4 separate regions of the Sus scrofa genome follow, and regions 1, 2 and 4 are each linked to region 3. A link is a contact called in public Hi-C data. All regions are on one chromosome and are shown on one strand. Each heading gives the region's core, a stretch centred on a gene start, on an enhancer-like site or on the middle of the called end of the contact. The rest is flanking DNA. Distances are from core to core; before and after follow the strand shown.

Region 1 (5,124 bases), core at 2,387-4,886, 250 kb after region 3:
TTAAGAAGTCATGGGTTCTCTCCTGTCTGACTATCCTATCTTTGTTTCTGCATTCTTTATTTCCCCAAACACGAACTGCTAGGGCCTGTTTTTGTTCTACATGGAGGGCCTAGGTAGGTCACCGTATATTTCCATAGCTGCTTTTCCCCATCAACAGTAAATGGGAATACAGAGGAGTCTGTCATCAGAAAGGCCCCACAGGGTCCTGCTCAGTTTCAACTGTAGTGGCTTCTATCTCGGGGGCCTTTATCTCTCTTGCTTGCTCACCCTGATGGAAGCCAGCTGCTGTGTTGGATAAGCTGCCCTCTGGAAAGACTCACAGGGCAAGGAACTGTGAGAGGCAGCCCCAGTCAAAAGCCAGCCAAGACCTGAGCTCCTCAGTCCAACAGCCCACAAAGAACTAAATCCTTCCAAGTGACATGTGAATTTAGAAGTTATTCTCCCCCAAAAGTCTTCAAATGAGACCACAGCCCCCAGCTGACAGCTTGACTGCAACCTCATGAGGGTGCTTAAGCCAGAGGCACCAGGTGAGCCCCACTTGATTCCTGGACCACAGAAACTATGAGATAATAAGTGTGTGTTATTTGAAGCCACTAAGTTTTGGGGGGAGGGGGTAATTTGTTACTTAGAGGCTACAAACACATGAGAGGTACGAAGTCGCAACTGATTAAAATTAGATGCTAATTACAGGCCGACTCAACTGAGCATCAAACTAGTGCTTCTGACATGCAGCAGAATTCTTCATCTATAGATGAAAGAAGACTGTGTGAGGATAGGAAGAGGCAGATTATTACAACAGCAGAAACTTAATATCCAAATGAGTGCTGTTTCTTTGAAAGCAGTCACCTGAGGTGAGTGTACTCTTACTCCAGTAACACCATTGTTCCAACCACATCTAGAACAGCTCTTAGATATTCCATGGTGAACAGCAGAGGTTGTTGGTCACATCTCAATAGTAACAGGTACTCTCAGACGGGAACCCTAAAATACCTTCCCATGGCTGTGCTAACCCTGGTGAACTCCAGGACAGCTTGGCTCCAGGTGCAAAGTCAGCTGAGGGCTTTCAGACACCTGTGGAGCTTTGCCCGCGATCCCCTTCCGTTTCTCTCTCTGAGGAGGTGGCTGTGCAGGACATGAGTGGAGGAGATTCCCCTGGTCCAAAGTAGAAAGGAGCTTTCCCAGCATGGTTGTAGTGAGGTGCTCCAATGGGGTTACCCTGGTTTCCCAGAGACCTCCAGGTTGGACAGCTCAGGGCATGATCTGGCTATCTTATTGGCTGTTGTCTTGGGGCCGGTTGAGGGCAGTGAAGGAGGCAACCTCTCACTTGGGCAGCTCCACCCCCAGTAGAGGGTGGTAGTGCTTCTGGATGAGGGGCCTGCACAATTGCCAGAAGAGTCTGGTTCCAGGGACCCAAGAAGCAAAAGGCCTTCACAGCTCCCTAATCTCTGTCTTTGTATCCATGGGACTCTTCTGTCTCCTTGCTGCAACGTAAACACTGTAACCGTGTGTGCACCTGCCCTCTGTGCATTGGAGCCCCTTATTTTGAAGCATATGATCGGAAAACATTTCATTGAAGCAAAATCTATTCCCCTTACCACAGGAAATGCCAACATGCCCTCTGTCTTGAAAGGAGAGGAAGAACAATTGGGTTCTCTTTTGGTATCATTTCAAATGTTGTAAACGTTTGAATGGCTATAAAATCGGCCTTAAAATTTTTATCACTTTCTCTTGCAAGCAAAGTCATTGATGGTGACTGTCAAAATTCTGAAGAGGTTATTATTATTATTATTTTGCTTTTAAGAGCCTCACCCGTGGCATGTGGAAGTTCCCAGGCTAGGGGTCGAATTGGAGCTGGCAACAGCAAATCCTTAACCCACTGAGCAAGGCCAGGGATTGAACTCTTGTCCTCATGGATACTAGTTGGGTTTGTTACTGCTGAGCCATGATGGGATCTCCTGAAGAGGTTATTATTTTAAAAGTTTTGAGAAATTGTCGCAAGGAGCCATTTTTAAGAATAAACCTCATTTTAGAAAACTGTTAGTGGAAGCAAACTCAATCTTCTTATTAAAAATGCTAGAGGACTTTATCTGGATGTTTCACATAAATTCAATACTTGCATAATATGAGAAAAATGTCATAAATTTTTTCACCAACTCCCATATAGATGCCTCCAGATACCCTTTCCAGTTCTAGCTTTTAGTTCTGGCATCAGCCCTTTTTATGTATCTGTGACAGGCAAATGATTGGGAAGTTCTGGAACAATATAAGCACCACTGCCCCAGGGCCCACACCAGTTAAAACCACTTTTGGAGGTGGGGCAGTGAGCAGAGGCTCCACCCGAGGCTCCTCTCTACTGTGTGGGTACCAGGGAGAAACTTAGAGGGCATCTGCAAACGACTAGAACCTTCATATTCCTCTCCCATCCATCAGAGAGCTCCAGCCTCAATGGCAAGACCAGATTCCTCTCATCCTTCCCTCCTGCTCCTGATACTAAAGCCCCTAATGGATGTGGTGTGTCTTCATCCTCTGAGGGTGGATTAATTTCCAGAAAAGCTTTGAGTCACCAGTGGCTAAATTTGAATGCATAAAACACATTTTAAAATGGCTAATAACATTGGGAGTCCCAAAGAGGCAAGACATAAATTGATTTTTTTCTTTGTATGTTTTAAATGGACTCAGAGGGCAATTTCTTAAGCCAAATGCTTTGATGCCCTTAATAATCATATTGGTTCCCGTGGTTTGCAGGGAAGGTGTCAATTAGATACATGAAGTCTAAGATGTTTAATTAAAATCATTCTCATTGCTTGATAGCCCTGCCTATCAGGATACATAAAACATATCCTCTAAATAGAGACTTCCAAGAGGCAATAAAAATAGTTTCACTATAGTTTCTAATGAAGTTTTGACAATTGTATTTATAGCACATTAATGGCACCAGTCATGTGGGAGTTTATTTTCATAAAGAAGTAGAAATGATAACAGCTTCAATTAAGAATTATTGCAAAACATTGATTCTACCTGCTTTTAATTTATTTATATTAATTTCATACTAAAGGCAGTTTGTTCAGAAGACAATTACAGAGAGATCATTAAGAGAAAGAGTGGAGGAAAAGGAGACAGTGGATGCGAGTGCAGATGTGGAGGCATGGGGGCAAAGCCTGGCAGCAAAGCCAAAAAAAAAAAAAAAACTAGGAATGACATTGATTTTTTCCAGAACTCCAGAGCAGCTATGGGATTTTTCCATCATTGTGCTCACTGTTTGTTCTATTTTTTCCCATTTGTTTTAAATATATGTTTATTTATTCTTTGGTAATTATGAAAATAATATGCACTTGTGCCAAAAAAATCAGAATAGTACAAAGTCCCCTTCGATTTATTTTTTATATAAAATATGATTAATTACAATTTTGACACCCTCCTTCTCTGCTTTCCTCTACAGTTCTAGTTTTTCTAGAGTTCGCTCTATTACTTTCCCCAACCCCAAAGCCTCCTCCTTCTCCAACTTTGGCGCTCCATCCAGATTCCTTTTGTGGGTTCAGTCCAGCCTCTGGGGGATCAATTCTGCTGCAAGAGAATCCTTTAAGGCCGGCTCTCCACGCCACTGGCTCCCTCTTGTGGCTCCTGCAGGGCACTGCATACCACTGAAGGCAGGCCTGACCTTGGGAGAGCAGATCCCGGAGCGCAAGCTGAACAATTCTAAGCACTGTCAGGATTCAGCTAAGATTCTACCTTCTAAATCTAAAGACATGTCCAGAGACCATTTGGGGCCTCCCAATACATGTGAGGTCACCTCTGATTCCCTCTTGATCCTTAGATTTCTCTGGTTCTCCGAGGTTTTCCAAGAAGTATCAAAAAAAGCATAGCTTGGGGAGTTCCCCGTTTGGCTCAAAGGTAATGCATCTGACTAGGATCCATGAAGATGCGGGTTCAATCCCTGGCCTTGCTCAGTGGGTTAAGGGTCCAGTGTGACCGTGAGCTGCGCTGTGGGTCACAGGCACGACTTGGATCTGGCATTGCTGTGGCTGTGGCGTAGGTTGGCGGCTACAGCTTGGATTTGACCCCCTAGCCTGGCAACTTCCACATGCTGAGGGTGTAGCCCTAAAAAAGACAAAGGAAAAAAGAAAGATTGAAGGAAAACTATAGCCTGCAGGGTTAAAGTGTGTGTGTGTGTTTGTGTAAGTGTAGGTGTAGCTGGGAGGAAAGACGTAGAAAGGAGGTTGACAAAAGCTGCTGCATCACTTTACAAGTCTTCTGGCAGGATTTTAAAATTCATTTGCTGAACATACAGATATTAAGCACTCAGAAAATGCCAGCACTGAGGATGCCAAAACGAATACCTGCTACCAAAGTCCTCTTTTCAGGTAATGGGAGAGACAGCTTACAGGAAATGCTGGTCTAGGAACAAGTGCTGAATGACGGGGAATCAAGATCTGAGGTTGAGCCTCTTCTCCATTACATGAGGATCTTCCAAGGAGTCACAACCTCACTTCCTCTCAATGTTCTTGTCTCAAAAATGAGGACAAGTATCTCCCTCATTTGTCTTCCTTGGGTTCTTAGGAGGGTCAGCTGAACTAATTAATAGGTGAAAGTGCTCTGAGAACCCTTTACCAATGCAAGTAGATGTCATTAGTATTTTCAATATAAAGTGAGGAGCCCTGCTAAAAAAACAAACAAACAAAAAACTGTATCTCAGCATCACTTCCCTATAAAGCTGTGCCTGAAATTGTTATCCAAGGAGTCACTCTTCCAGGGGTCTTTTTCACTGGGATCATGTGTTGTTACCTGAGGGCACGAGGTTAATTTGTCAGGTTCACCCATCGGTGGACCACACCTCCTGGCTTCCCATGGGGAGTGGAGAGTCTCTTGGGAAATGGCCTGGGGACTCACCCCCGCAGCAGGGCAGCGTTCTGGTTTTCAGCTGGAACTGTGATTCGGAACATCGTATTGACAGTGGCTCCAGCATCAATATCATTCTGTCTCCCTTTCCCCAAGATTTTCCCAGCACTACCCCCATTTGGGTTAGTCCACTCCGGATTTTGTTTTGGCATTGCTGCTGCTGCCGCCCATGCTGCCAAGGTAGTGGTGTGAGCTGGGGAGGAGGTGATGCTTAACTCTGTTCAAACA
Region 2 (5,227 bases), core at 561-3,060, 190 kb before region 3:
CCCAAGCATATGGAACTTCCCAGGCTAGGGATCGAATCAGAACTGCAACTGCTGGCCTATGCCACAGCCACAGCAATGCAGGATCCAAGCCACTTCTGAGACCTACACCACAGCTCATGGCAACACCAGATCCTTAACCCACTGAGCAAGGCCAGGGATTGAACCTGTGTCCTCCTGGATACCAGTGGGGTTTGTTGCTGCTGCACCACCATGGGAACTCCTGAGTGCTTGTTTTAAATGTAATTTGAAAATTACACGATAGCTTAAAAAGAAGCAAGCAATGTTTTCAGCCAATCAGTTAGCAATTAGTGGTTTTTAGAATAATTGAATGTGAGAATGAACTTATTCTGATAAACTTTAAAAAGTGCCTTTAAAAGTCTAATATCCAAACCAAACTGAAGTCACCCATTTAGATATTGTTTTCTAGGGAAGTCTACCCGAATTATAATCCATCGCCAAAGGCTGTCCTCCCTGGTGGCATCTCTGCTGTCTTATTCTAGCAAATATGTCAGTAACAGTGTTTAAGGGGAACTTGCATGGAGCAGCACCTCGGCTGTAGAGCGAATGGCAGAGTCAAGTTCCTATGAAAGGTTAGTAAAATTAATTAGTTTAGCATTTGCTTTATCTCCGTACTTCAGTACTGGTCCTTCATTTGATAAATAGCGTTGGACTTTAAGTGTTTGTCCAAGGAGACAGCCCATCAGAAATTCCTTCCATCCATCCCAGACGTCCAAGCGAAGTGTCGTACCTGTGGATAAAGAGAGATGGGGATGGTTCCAGTCCATCACTGGGGCTCAGCGATCATAAAACTTCTAATGACAGCTTTCTCTAAATAGGCATGAGCGAGATGCCAAATGAAAAGTACCTTGGAACGAAGACACAGGGCTACTATCTTTAGCTTAGGCCCATATTGACTTGGAAAAGCCCGTTAGCTTCTGTGCACTTACATTTTCTCATCTGTACTGTGAAAGCATACAGTGCTGAACTGTTTTCTGTAGCTCTCTTAAGATAGTCCTGTTGACACTGAGTCCATGCTGATCTATACATCACCATGTAAACGAAAGCTATCATGTTGGAAGAGAAACTTAAGAAATTGTGGCAGGACATGTGGGTTTGTTTCTTGGGCCTTGATCTTATGAGTAGGCTGTGGGTAGAGGTGAATAACCCTTTTGTTCTGTCCTTCACAAAATAGAGCCATTCTGTGTTACAAAACAAAAAGTAAAGTGTTTGTGCTGCTGGAGGATTTACCACTTGCTCCTCAAAAGCCTACTGTGGTTTTGTGACTATATCCACTTTGTCGTTCAGGCTAGTGCTTCCCAGGAATCTTTCCTCAGGCTTCTGTTCTTCTCACTCTACTTGTTCCCTCAGGATAAAAGCCAGTCTCCTCCCCATCTGGCCTGCTCTGACTTCTCTCCCACTCTGACCTTTCACCTGTCCTTTAGACATACCAAGTCCACTCCCATCTGAGGACCTAAAGATTGATAAGTTCTTTTGCTTCAAAGGGTCTTTATCCAGATTTTCACAGGGCAGTGTCCTTCTTACTCAGCTTTCTTCAAATTTCTTGTCCTCACGGAGAACCCTCTGGGCCACCATGGCTAAAGCAGTCTCTGTCCCCACACTCTCCTCCCCTCCAATACTCTGTGCCATGACGTTATTTTAACTTCTTCTTAAACCCTGTCATCAACACTTGAAATCATTTTACTTGTTTGGAGATTTTTTTTTCATGACTCACTGAAAAGGAAGCTCCTTTAGGACTTGCCACACCGCCTGGCACTTGCTGAGAGCTCACTGTGTACTTGTTGACTGACTAACAGGCAACCTCAGTGAGACTGATGGCTTCATTGATCATCCATGTTCCACTTACTCCCAAGTCCAAACTGCAGCCAGGCCTCTGCTCCAGCTTCAGATACCCCTGCTGCGGCCATCATCATCCAAGGGATCACACCAGGACCCCTCTGTCTGAAGGACAGCTTGTCACCTTTCATCCCAACCTGCTATCCCTCATGCATTCTGTGTCTCAGTTTATGACAGCACTACCTTCCTTCCTTGCTACCTAAGTTAGAAATCTGGGAGTTCTTCATTCCTTCCTTTCTTACACCCACAATATCATTACAGTCGCTAAGGCCTGACAAGTTTATTTGTAAATGTTGAACTGTTTCCTCACCTCCATCTCTTCCAGCCCCACCCTATTTCAGGCCTAGATAATCTCTCACCTAAATCTACTTTGAGAAGCTCCCAAGATCCTCCTCCATGTCTTTTTTCAGGATTCTATTCCATTGTCTTCTTCTCTTCTGGTTAACTGCCTACAGTAACCTCTCCCCACCTTGCCACACCACTCTCTATCCCCTTATCCTGCTTTATTTGACTTTGTAGTTCTTAATTCTATTTAAAACTCAATATTTTTTTCTGCTTACTGGACGATGCTTGCCTTTTCCACTGAAATGCAAGCTTCAAGAGAGGGTGGGAACCTTGATACTCTTGCTCACAGCTGTGTGTATGCTTTCCCCAATGGTGCTTGGCTCATGGTGGATGCTCAGCAAGTACTTGTTGAATGAAGTTCTGTCCCACTTTTCAAACCCATTCTGGCCATCTGCTGATTATAATTCCTAGAAGCCCAGGAGGCTGACCTGCACTTCTGTGTACATCCCAGGCTGTTTCTGGAGCATCTTCTTTTGTTGCCCTTTCTGTTTGAATTCCTTAGACTTCTCCCTCATACCCTCCTACCAAGCTGATGCAACGCTGGTGTCACCCCCTCCAAGGAGCCCTCCCAGAATACACCATACTCTCACCTCTCCAAATAAGTTAAAGAACTGCACAACTGATTGCTGTAAAATACTTTGAAACTCGTCATTACTGAAAATACATTTGTTTTGGAATTGCTGGTTTATAACCACTAGGCAAGAACTCTTTGAGCCCAAGCATTATGCCTCATCCAGTCTGTGGGCTTTGTTTTAGTTATGCTCTCAAGGAGACCCTCAAGAAAATGGGGCTTATCATATTGAGACGATGGCAGGATCTGGTGTGCATTAGAAATCAAGACACCTCTCAAGATGAGTCACTCCCCATCTCTCCCATGGGCACCAGGATCTCCCTCTCTCATGAAATTTAGGTCTCTTCGTATGTTTTCTCCCTTTCTCTACTGACAGGCTTCCCTGCTTACTTACAATTTCTGTCCTATCATAGCTTTGGTATGTGTGCAATTTGAGTTTGCCATGACCCAACCTGACCTCATTGACGCTTTTCATTTTCCTCCCCAACTGATAACCATTTTTGTCTCTCTATCTTTCCGAACTTGAATTCATAAGACTAGTAATTAATAATAATAATAACACTTTGAATATGAGTAACTAACATTCATTAAATATTATATGCTCTGCATTTTCTAAGTACTTTACATGAATAAGCTAATTTAAAATTTACAACAACCCTAAGTGATGGGTTGTATTATTGTCTCCATTTGAGAACAGAGGAAATTGAAGCACCATAGGATTAAGTAACTTCCCCGGGTTTTATATAACCAGTAAGTAGTGGAACCAGGAGTTAGACCTGGATGGTCTGGTTCTTGGGCCCATATTCCTGTCCTCTGTGTTATACTCATTTCCACATGAGAATCTAATTCCCTCAGCTGTGAGAGCTGATTTCATTGGCCAGCCTAAGGATTGGCTGCCTTTGAATCAATATGATGGCCCTAGCAGTTGCATGCCAAAGTTGTTATAGGACAGTGGGTGACTTGGCTTCTCCATGCGTATTCTCAGACTTAGGTTCATAATAAATACTTGCAGGTGAGAGGAAGGAAGACAGGAGGGATATTGTAACAGCAGTAATCTTAGAGTCACAGAAGGCTGAAGATAAAAAGATTCTAAAAGACTAGCCCACTCCATTGTCCCTTTCATAGACTAGGAAGTTACTCAGCAAGCTGGGAGTAGAATTTGACCTGGAATTTTTGTCCCTAGCCCTCTTTCTAATGCTTAGAAAGCCTCCTCCTTTCAGATTCCTTTCTCTTTCTTTCCTTTCTGCTTTTCTGATCTTTCCCTTTCTTCCTCCACTGCACAGGTAGACATAACACCACGTATATGTTCTCTCTGCTGATCCCTCCCTTTCTGGATGCCTTAAGTTACAACCTATAATCTTGAAATGGGGCTCTTCTTCTGTTACTTTTGACTCTGGCTTTGGATTTCTTGGTCTTGGCCTCACTGTCTTTTGTGGGTTGATTCCTGTTTGCTGTACTTTTACTCACAGAGCCTGATCTGCATTATTGCCCTCATGCCCCTAATCCACTTCAACCATCATAAATCTGGCCTTAGCCAGGAGAAATCACTCTTTTTTAAAAAAATTATGTATTTTTAAAAATTTATTATTATTTTATTTTTATGGCCACACCCATGAAAATTCCCAGGCCAGGGATCATATCCGAGCTGCAACTGTGACCTCTGCCACAGCTGCAGCAACACCAGATGCTTTAACCCACTGTGCCGGGATCAAACCTGAGCCTCCACTGCACCACAGGAGGAACTCCTGAGAATTCACTCTTTTTGCTGGGAGAATTATGGAATTATTCTGTAGAGACCAAGTAGCAGTTCTGCAAATATTCTAGAAATGCCCTGATAAACATTTTCTAAAACATAAATCATCCTTGACATGACAGATTTAGCCTCTCTAAAGCTTCTTGCGTACTTAAACCTCCTCCCCCACCCCTCGGCTGTGCCTGTGGCGTGCAGAGGGAGGCCAGGGATTGAATCCGAGCCACAGCAGTGATGATGCTGAGTCCTTAACCAGGTCACCAGGGAACACCAAACTTTTTTTCATAAAATGTTTGATTTCTCTGCATATGAAGGAAAACAAAAGATTTCAAACACTGGGCCAAGAGCATTTATTTCATCTCCTGTCTTAAAAGGCTTGCTATGACAGGACTCAGCTCTTGGAACTGTCTCTCAGATGTGGTGTGCTCAGTCTGACCGTGAATACATGCCATAGATATTCACAGTGAAAAGTACCAACAGCATCATTCGGTAAAGGAAAGATACCCATTCATTCACTCATTTGTTCAGGTACACCTTGTTCCAAAAAGAATTAATGTCAGTTTATGATCATATGTAAAATACAGAGAGAATAATAGGCAGACGAGCACATAGATAAACAAGAAGAAAGCAAAAAAACAGGATGGAGATAAAAGAACTAGAAATGGGGCTAAAGTGGACATCTGTCCTGTATAAACTGACACAAGAAA
Region 3 (5,009 bases), core at 2,204-4,703:
CACTAAAGAGGGAGGGACTTGGAGAACTGAAGTAGCCCCTCGGTCTTCACAGATTACTGAAAGCCCACTTCAAGCACACCCGTTTTTAGAGCTATGTTGCGTAATTGGGGATAACGGTATATCGATGAATCTCCATAGGAGAAGAGAAATCAATGGCAGTTCGCCATCTTGGAGAATTAAAAAAAAAAAAAAAAAATCCTATGGAGCCAGAGCTGAAGTCGAGATTCACCAACCCACCTACGTTGTCGGCGTACATTTCTCGCAAGCCCCAGAGGCCTGGACACCGGCAAACCTACGCCAAGTCGCTGCGAGGATCCCGGGGGCCGGGCGGCCGCCGCCTCCCACAGCCCGCGGCGCGGGTGGCGCGCTGTCCGCGGGGAGAGGGGCGGCCCCGCCACCCGAGGACCCCAGCCCGGGCCCGGCCCCTGCACCCACCCTGGGACGTACAAAGCAAACCTCAGAGCTTCCAGGGGGCTCGAAGAAGCAGGACGAGGGAGGAAAAGCACCTCCACCCCAGCTGGTGTGTATCCCCCTCCCCCAGCCTCACCCGGACAGGCGCTGGGCACGCCGGGCCGCCGCCCCCGCCTGTCAGTGCAGCCCAGGCGAGGGGGCGTCCCCGGGCCTCGGCCTCTCAGCCCGCCCGGCAGCCGCATCCTCAGCACCCGCCGCCTCGCACACCTGCCGGCGCGGCCCTCCCGATGGCTCGGCCCCGCGCTACGGCCCCCAGGGCCGGCCCCTTCGGGTCCGGGGATGGGAACGCGGGCCGCCGCTGGTCCTCACCGTAATGCTCTGGAAGACGCCCCCAGCTGTGGCTGCCCAGACGTATTTGGCGTCGCAGTAGCCGACAATGGCGGCTTCCTGGCAGCAGCCATCGCACATCAGGTTATCCACGTAGCTCTGCCAACCGGCCATCTTCGAGCCCTTCGCACTGCAGCGGGGACGGCGAGGAGCAGCAGGCGCAGCGGCGGCGGCGGCGGCGGTCGCAGGCGGCGGCGCGGGGGGAGGCGGGGCGGGGGCGGGGAGGAGGCGGCTCTGCGCAGGCACCGACCGCCCCCCTCCCCGAGGAGCTGCGGAGGGAGGACGCGGGGACGGCGATGAGGGACAAGCCGCGGAGCGCGCCCTACCCGGCCGCCCGCCCGCAACTGCGGGGCTAACTAACCAGCGGCACGATGCTGCGGAGCTGCTGTGCCGGCGGCAGCGTAGACTGCTTCTCACCGCGGCTCCCTAAGCACTCCGCGGTCCCGGCGGGGCGTGCGCGCGCACGTGCGTGCGATCCTTCCGCGGCGTCCTGACTCGGAGGGTCCCAGGAAGGGAGGGGGAGGCTGAGGGGGGCGCGGAGGGATACCGTCGGGACAATCACGGCTGCCACGTGCTACCGGCAAGGTCTGGGTTTTCCGGGATCGTTGCGGGTGTGTAAGCCTAGGACCCCGAGCCTGGGGAGAGGGCGTCTCCTCCGTGGCAGTCAGCACCTCAGAGACAGCAGCGTGTGGGACGCCTCGGAGTCTCCGATATTGGACCGTGAAATGCCTCTGTTCTGCGTCCGGAGGCTCGGAGATGCGGAATCTTGAACCTTGGTGTCGGATTTCAGAGTTGCCCTGGTGACGGGATGCGGAGCGTTTATTCCTCTTTGTGATGGGGGCCGCTGGTGGCCGGGTCGCCCACGCTTATGTTAGGTGTCCCCAGAGGGACCCTCTTCCCTGGACTCCTCTGCCTCTCAGCCATTAAGTCTGCCAAGCGGCCGCGCTCGGACAACCTGAAATCAGAGCGGATGTTCCTGGCTTTGAGGAACATTTCTGAGCTTTGACGATCTTTCGTCGTTTCTAATTTGGGTATCAGGTGTCTCTCATTCTGTAGATTCTTTGACAAAAAGTACCCTCTTAATTTTGCTAATCATGTGTGGCTGAATTGCTTGTAAATTCCGAACAAAACAAATAGCAACCTATGTAAATTATTGGTTGGTAACAGGGAAAGTTACTAATGGGTCGAAGACATCCCTGAGTTGCAAAGAGCTTTAAAATCTAAGAAAGGGTTTACTGGATGAACAGGTCATATTTCCGTTCTCGACGGGTAAAATAATTTCAGGACCCAGATGTGATAATGACTTTTATTTACAAGGGAAATCATGGGTAGAGTCTCTGAGAATCTCAAATGGTCTTTATTAACCTCTGGGCGCTATGACTAGAAGAGTAATTAGGAGACTTCCTACACAACTTCAATTTTAAATGAGCAAAACGACCTGTAAACCAGCGAAAGAGCGTCTAAAAACGTTGAAAAGTTGATTTTCAACTTTATAAAATTATCCTGTAAGGTCACAACTTGTGACAGGAGGATTAAACAGGTGTAACTAAGAAGACGAATGTTGCTAAGCAATCTAATTGGTTCTGAAGCTTGTATTTTTTTTTCCTACTGTTTGCTTTGAAAGGTACAACTCCTGCAGAAAGGGAAGCACAGTAAGAGAACCCCCAAGTGAGGTTCCATTCAGATTGAGACAATGAATTCTCTCATATTCTTATGTTACAGAAAATTTGTTTTAAAATGTGTCAAAAATTGTTCCGTGTTTGCAAGTGTGCCTCTCACTTGATTTACACTCTCATTCTTGTTTACTACTTTTTTGTGGTGGTCGTTGATGATTTTAATCCTTCAATATTACCAGTTTATCAACTTAAAAGTTAATAGCAGTGTGCTGATAACACAATATTGTCATAGTAAGAATTTGTCAAGCTCCACACTTATGATTTGTGCTTTGTACACATCATATAATTCAATAAATTTAAATAGTAAAGGTAATGAGAGAAAAGAAAAACGATGATAGTTTGAAATTGACTTTTATTAATCTACTCTGAAGTTTTTAGGATTTAATTTTTAGACTATAGCAAAGAGATGCAAATAACTGCATTCCATTGTTTCTTTTACTGTTATCTTTAAACAGCAAAAGGATTACACTAATTGGATGTTCTGGATATTCAAATCTCAAAACATTCTAAAACACACTGGGTAAAACAACAACACTGGGTAAAACATAAGAATTTTTTTTTTTTTTTTTTTTTTTTTTGCTTTTTTGTCTCTTCTTAGGGATGCCCTCATGGCATATGGAGGTTCCCAGGCTAGGGGACTAATTGAAGCTGTTGCCGCCAGCCTACGCCACAGCCACAGCCACGCCGGATCTGAGCTCCACTGCGACCTAGACCACAGCTCACGGCAACGCTGGATCCTTAACCCACTGAGCGAGGCCAGGTATCGAATCCTCATCCTCATGGTTCCTAGTTGGATTTGTTTCCGCTGTACCATGATGGGAACTCCAACATTAGAGTTTAGAGCTCCTATAATCATTTTTCAAAATATAACATTTTTAAATTATTGTTCCACTTTTCCAACAGTGTTCTTTTCCACAATTGCATACAATAAATTTTATTTGTTATACAGTAAATTTTAAACAACAATGAAAAATAAATCTGTGTTAAAGACTAACTGGGTTTTACAGTTTACATTTTGAGATGATATATTCAAAGAAGTTCTACTGTCTGTCTCTTTTCAGTACTATAGTAAAAGAATCCTGTGCCTGTTTTCTTTACAGCCAGCTTAGGCCCACGCTGCCTCATTTTCTGTTTGTATGCAATGATCTGTCTCTATTTCATATAATATTGCTAACCACAAAGTGTTTCAAAAGGTATAAGTAGAAGTGAGTTTTAGGATTAGCAGTATAAGTAACTTAAGTCCCAGAGAGTATCAGTATGAGAAAATGTACTAATTTGTATCTCTCTCTCCCGTTTTTCAGGGTAATTGATCCCTGCAGTGATAATAGTGATGTCTGGGCAGAAGTAGACAAAAGTCAAAACTCTGTTGTTGATACAGATATCCAGATGTAGCTAATAATAATCATAGCTTATTTAGATGTGGAATGCATTATTATGCATTCTTTCAAAAAATATTTTATTCTTATTTAGGAAAACAGTAACTATGTGTTAAGCCAGATTCTTCAATGTATCAGTCAAGGAGTGGCTGAGCCCATTTAAGTCCATGTGCACACCATTTTAGCAAAATACCAAGAAACAAGAAGTTCTGATTGTGAAGATGTAATCAACCTGATAAACACTGGGGTAGGAACTGAAACTATGGAGAAACAGTAAAACACTAATTAAGACCACTTCAAACCTTTAATTAACTGAAATTAGGACTTTCAACTTCATTTTTTAAAAATGTTTTTGTCTAGTATGCAATCTGTCCTTTAATTTTTCATTCATGTGGAATTTTATATGTTCAATTTCTATTCTTTTGGTGTTACCCTGGAAATTTTACCATGCATATTTAGTAGAACAAAGCTTTAAATTAAATAATATCTTAAACCCCCTAATCAGACAATCTGAGGACCTTAGAACACTTTAAGTCTGGTCACACCTCTGCAGACTATTATTTTACAGAGATGTTTACACACATGTATTTATACATTTCCTATTTTACTCACCATTTCATATCTCAGACCATCATTCTATGATCATTTTTTTCTTGCTAAAGTAAATATTTAGAAGTTCTTTTAGTGGAGGTCTTTTGATGGCAAACTTGCTGGTTTTATCTAAAAATGTCTTTATATTACTTTCACTTAAAAAAAAATAGATTGGATTTACAGTGTAAGACCGACACCTTGAAGATATTATTTCATTCATTCTGATTTTCATCATTGCTCCTGTGCCTTTATGGATGGTCTGTGCTTTTTCTCTGGGTACTTTGAAATCTTTTGTACTTGCTGTCTTACAGTTCCACTCTGATGTATCTACACCTGGGTGTCTTTAATTCTACTTGGAAAAATAGATTTATATTTATGATCACTTCTAGAAAATTCTCAATTATCTCTGCAATGATTCCTTTCCTCTGTTCTCACTACTCTCTTCTTTTAGGATTCAGAATAAATGTTTCTTTTGCCTCTTCTATTCTTCACGTGTCTAAGCTTGTTTCATGTTTTTCAACTTCTTACCGCTCTGCTGCATCCTGGGCAATTTCTTCAGTCAAATGTT
Region 4 (4,889 bases), core at 1,539-4,038, 150 kb before region 3:
CGACGGGAACTCCTCCTTAGATTAATTTTAATGTCTCTAGTTGATTACAATAATTAAAGAAACTGCCTTCATTTCTTTTTTTCATTATTCAGGGAGAACTACTTCTAAACCATTTCAGACAATCAGGTGATTGGGTGTCATGTCTTTTTTTTTTTTTTTTTGGCTTTTTAGGGCTGCACTTGTGGCATATGGAGGTTCCCAGGCTAGGGGTCTAATCGGAGCTACGGCTGCCAGCCTATGCCACAGCCACAGCCACAGCCACGCAGGATCCAAGCCGAGTCTTCGACCTATGCCACAGCTCACGACAATGCTGGATCCTTAACCCACTGAGCAAGGCCAGGGATCGAACCTACAACCTCACAGTTCCTAGTCGGATTCTTTTCACTATGCCACCACAGGAACTCCAGAATGGAGTGTCTTTTTAGTTGCTGCTGCCTTGCAATATATTGGAGGTAGGAAATTCTACAGTTTTATATACTGTTTGTATTTTCAGAAAGATTTAAAAAATAAAAACTGTCAAAGTCCTAAAAGCTCATTTTCTTTTGTCTTTATAAGGAAATAATTGGTGGCTATTAGTACTGTGTACTATATTAACCGTTCATGTTCTTGAAAACCATAATTAACATGTCTATCAACCTTACTGCCTAACCTATTTTTAAAAAGTTAGTACATTTTTCCAGTCTGTTTTCTTCGGGTAGTACATTTTTCCAGTCTGTTTTCTTCGGGTTTGCCTTCATTCAACATAGAGGAGAGAAGAAAAGCTTCTGTAGGGTGTGGCACAATTTGCCTAAATGCAGTATAAATAACACATTACCTTGTTTGTAGCTATACCTATTGTGATCTGAAGAGGGAAATAAAGTCAGATTAAAATGTTCTGTACTCATGTGCCTTTATTTATAAAATGAACAAAGCACTTTTTTTTAAATCTGTAAAATGTGGACATTATTATTTTTTACTTTTTTCAATGTCATGCAAGAAATCACTGATTTAATATAAAACTAATGAGACAATTGAATGTAGAAATGCTTATAGAGATATTTTGTGTTTACATTAACTACACTAGCCTTTATGTTCCCAATTACAACTTTTTTTTCTTTCTTTTTTTTTTTCAGGGCCGTTCCAGGGGCATATGGAGGTTCCCAGGGTAAGGATGGAATCACAGTTGTAGTTGCTAGCCTACACCACAGCCAACACCGGATCCGAGCAGAGTCATCACCTACACCACAGCTCACTGCAACGCTAGATCTTTAACCCACTGATTAAGGCCAGGGATTGAACCTGCGTCCTCATGGATGCTAGTCAAATTCCACTGAGCTACAATAGGAACTCCAATTAATTTTGTTTTCTTTCTTTCTTTTTTTTTTTTTCTTTTTAGGGCTGCACCCGAGGCATATGGAAGTTCCCAGGCTAGGGGTGGAATTGGAGCTACAGCTGCAGCCCTACACCACAGCCACAGCAACAGGAGATCCCAGCCCGTCTGTGACCTACACCACAGCTCACCACAAAGCAAGATCCTTTGCCCGCTGAGCGAGACCAGGGATTGAATCCGCATCCTCATGAATCCCAGTCGGATTCCTTAATTGCTGAGCCATGAAGGGACAATTTTTTGTATTTAAATTTTGAGTAGGGTTTATTCACAAAGTTCAAAATTTGAAAGGCACAAAAGGATACATAATAGGGAGTCTTCCTATTTCTCAGGTCTCCCCGGAGAAATTAAGGTTACTAGTTACAGCCAAGGACGTTAAACAGGTGTTCTAAGGAATCACTCCCTCTCACCCCTCCTTTGTTTAGAAGATGAGGTTGAAGTTTGTAAAGCCTGTAATGGACTTTTAAAGGGGCCTTATTTTGAAGCAGAGCAGGGCCAGAATCTAGGTTTCCTGGCACTCTAGTTCATGACTGCAATCTTTGCAGTAACCCACATTGCTTCTTTAAAGTGGCTAGTTAGCAAATGGTTAATTAGTGTGGATGTTCCAATTCGGGTAATTGAAATTTCAATTGGAATACCCAGGGCTCGGAAGGTTTACCAGAGGGCGGAGGGGTGGAGTTTTTTTGGTTCTTTAAAAGAGATAAGGGTTTTTAAAGGCTGACGAAGGTTAAAAATCACAGGGTTTAACTTTTGCTGAGTCTCGGGGTATCGCGTGCCAGGCCGAGCGCTGACGTCAGCACGGCTCCTACTCATGCACCCGGGGACTACGGTTTAGTCCTCCAGTTGCTCGCACCTCTTAACAACGCTATTTAAACACTAAAGCATTGACTTTGGTCCCATATCTACCAGTCTCAACCGGGGCATGTTGCAGAGGGGAATGACGCCTCATCCTAGCCTCTTCCGCGGTCGTTAAGTGTGGTGCAGGAAGGCGGCGCGTCCGCTCCAGAGCCAAGGCCCGCCCAGGGGCAGCCTGCCAGCTGGGTCTCGGTCTGCTTTGGCCCCAAAGCCCAAACAGACTAGGCTGGCCAGCCCTGGCCACTAGGTTCATTCCCCACCTGACCTCGCGGCCTCCACTCCTGGAGGAACAGGGCAGGATTCCAGAGCCTATCCCCTTGGCCATCCCTACCCCTTTCCCCGCCAAAAGTGGACCCTTCATCCCTGTTCCAGAAGCCCGCCCCACCCTGCCCTTCCAGAGCGGGCGGATCACGAGGCCAAGAACGCGACTCTGCAAGCTGGGTGTCTCTCCGAGCCGGACTGGAGCGAGACGGAGCGAGACCCAGCGTGAGAGTGGGAAGGAGCCTTAGCGAGCAGCTCTGTGGCCCAATGGCTTCCTTCTATCTTCGAGTGAAGACCAATGAGGGTTGGGGGGCGGGACTTCCGCCTCGCCTTGGTGTTGTCGTCCGCGCTCCGACTCTAGGCTGTGGCGGTCGGTGCGGAGATTCAGGCATGAAGTCAGGTTAGGGGACTTCTCCCGCAGCAAGGCGGCAGGGGAGCCTATTTGTGTTGCGAGGTCAGGCTTCCAGGTAAGAGCACTCCCGTGTCGTGGATGCCGGGTGGCGGGTTGTCTTTCGCGGGGCCTGGCGGGGAGAACACACCCCCCTTACCAGCCCTGGAACTCCGAGGCGGCCCCACCGTTGAGCTCTTTGCTGCTCTTCCCCAGACTGGGCACGGAGGAAATTAGGTGTTTTGCAAAAGGTAAAATAAAAAGGGCTTCCCCTGAAGGGTCGAGTCCCCCTCGCATTACCATCCTGTGAGTTTGTGTGTATCCAAAGTTGTTATGTTATCCGTTTTGCTTTTTACATTCCTCTCGTAAGGTGGCTGGAGTCTGGGAAGATGTCCGGAAGGCTTTTCCTGGTCCAGCACTTGCTGCAGAGTCCCTGGGCAAAGTCACTTGACTTTAATTGTGGGAACTCTTTAGTCTTTGACACAAAAAAGAGGGCACTCGCCTCTGTTCTTTTAAACCTTCCCCCCACCCCCACCCCGGAAGCTAAATTGGAGGTGGGACGTGACTCTGCTAGGGATCGCCCCCTTAAAGTTGGCAGCTCTGCCAGGGCGCTTATTGAGTTGACCCGTACTGATGAAAGAACTCTGTCCCAGAGGGGGAGTGGGCAGACAACGAAGCCAGGCGATCCCAGAAGCACTTACACGTATTTGGTGGCAGCCACTGAGTGTTTTCTGCCAGCTTTTGGTAGATTTCTCTACTTTGTCCTAATCTGTCAATAGTTCCAAAACTGTTGTTTCGGTTGTAGCTTCAGCACCTTGAGTAGTTGCTCAGGTCCTTTGGTTTTGCTCCAGTCTTGCCTGATGGTTAACTATTATGTCAGTGATGCAGCAGGAACAGTGAAAACTAATGCATTCCTTTCAACAATGATGTGTTGTTCTCCAAGGAGAACATCTGCAGTTTTGGATACAATATAAATAAATAAGATGGGTGTGCCGCTAAAGAGTTCTTGTTAGAGAAATATCAGTTCAAGGTTTAAGGAAGGACTTTTCAACAATTTCATCTTTTTAAGGACAAATTTTAATGGATCGAGGAGATTAGCTCTACCTCAGAGTAATAAAACTGAATTGTGGTAGCAGTTTAAAAGAGCTTTAAACAGGAGGTAAGAAGTGCAGTGTAGGGCCCATGGGGACTTATTAATGGATTTTGGAATCAATTTTGTGCAATAACATTAGGAAGAAGAAGGGAAAAAAATATCGAAGCACATCCTGTGGAGTAAAAGTAAATATTATTTCATGTAGTTTTGTTTAAGGTTTTTAAAAAGAATGAGTGTGAAAAGGAAGATGTAAATGAGTACCATAGTATTGTGGACTACAGCAAAACACTGGATCCTAAATTTGGGAGTCAGGCTGGGTACAGCCTTCAGCTCTGCCACTTACTAATTCTGTGACATCATTATCAGTAAATAATGGAAGAATTTTAAGAATTAATTGAAATAAAATATGTCTGTTACATGGTTAAGTCTCAGTTGTTTTGAAACGCTTGGTTAGAAGCCCAGTTATTTCTGTGTCAAGAATGACAACTGTTTATTAATTTATATATGTTTTTACCTTTGCCTTTATTTGAAGCCAGCAACTTGATGTCTCCATGTGTAATAGTAAATCATGTGGACAAAATCGTAATTTGCAGGGTTTAATACTGAAAGATTTGGAATAAGTTCTCGTCTACCCTTGTTTAAAGCTTATTTCTATCAAGCATTTTGCAGGGGCCTAAACTGTTACTAGTATTCAGCACCTTTGTGTAATTTTTCTGCATCCCAGAGTAACAGATTTATCAGAAGTTTTTTAGGCACTGATTTTTGCAGAGTAAGGGCAGGACTAAGGGTATGATAGGTTTATATCTTTGAGCTAAATTGGATAGGAAGGCATTTTATGTTTTATGGGTTTTGCCATTAAGATGTATAAAATGAAATGGCTTGGTCAGATGTCATGGTGTGCTTACATCATGTTGGTATGACCTAAA

Evidence for each region. Hi-C and Micro-C count contacts between places; a contact is called where the count stands out from the background.
Region 1: a contact with region 3 is called in a Hi-C map of liver, with 1.9 times the contacts expected there. The contact joins the enhancer-like site here to the promoter of PFN2 in region 3. A contact is called at or near these places in 2 of 5 promoter capture datasets (fetal liver and liver), 20 of 47 Hi-C or Micro-C datasets (adipocytes, alveolar macrophages, brain and 12 more) and 1 of 2 datasets of contacts at active chromatin or transcription factors (skeletal muscle).
Region 2: a contact with region 3 is called in a Hi-C map of retroperitoneal adipose tissue, with 2.3 times the contacts expected there. The contact joins the enhancer-like site here to the promoter of PFN2 in region 3. A contact is called at or near these places in 17 of 47 Hi-C or Micro-C datasets (blood, brain, embryonic fibroblasts and 11 more) and 2 of 2 datasets of contacts at active chromatin or transcription factors (alveolar macrophages and skeletal muscle).
Region 4: a Hi-C map of skeletal muscle shows a contact between it and region 3, with 3 times the contacts expected there. The contact joins the promoter of RNF13 here to the promoter of PFN2 in region 3. A contact is called at or near these places in 3 of 47 Hi-C or Micro-C datasets (embryonic fibroblasts, heart right ventricle and skeletal muscle) and 2 of 2 datasets of contacts at active chromatin or transcription factors (alveolar macrophages and skeletal muscle).

Annotation. Positions count from the first base shown.
Region 1 is chr13:90,428,420-90,433,543 of Sscrofa11.1, forward strand. No RefSeq gene overlaps it. Among named protein-coding and RNA genes, the nearest start is that of TSC22D2, 210 kb to the right of the region's middle. Within about 2 kb of position 3,637, at least 4 of the 83 cell types and tissues checked have an H3K27ac peak or open chromatin away from gene starts, as enhancers often do. A contact at or near this core is called in liver, where this site is marked.
Region 2 is chr13:89,992,506-89,997,732 of Sscrofa11.1, forward strand. ANKUB1 (protein ANKUB1) reads right to left here. Exons shown (of 6, transcript XM_005654029.3): 4 at 634-748. Among named protein-coding and RNA genes, the nearest start is that of ANKUB1, 19 kb to the right of the region's middle. Within about 2 kb of position 1,811, at least 14 of the 83 cell types and tissues checked have an H3K27ac peak or open chromatin away from gene starts, as enhancers often do. A contact at or near this core is called in alveolar macrophages, omental adipose tissue and retroperitoneal adipose tissue, where this site is marked.
Region 3 is chr13:90,182,525-90,187,533 of Sscrofa11.1, forward strand. It overlaps PFN2 (profilin-2), which reads right to left and starts at 3,454. Exons shown (of 3, transcript XM_005654030.3): 1 at 781-3,454. The coding sequence starts at 912.
Region 4 is chr13:90,031,900-90,036,788 of Sscrofa11.1, forward strand. RNF13 (E3 ubiquitin-protein ligase RNF13) reads left to right here and starts at 2,789. Exons shown (of 9, transcript XM_013980793.2): 1 at 2,789-2,949.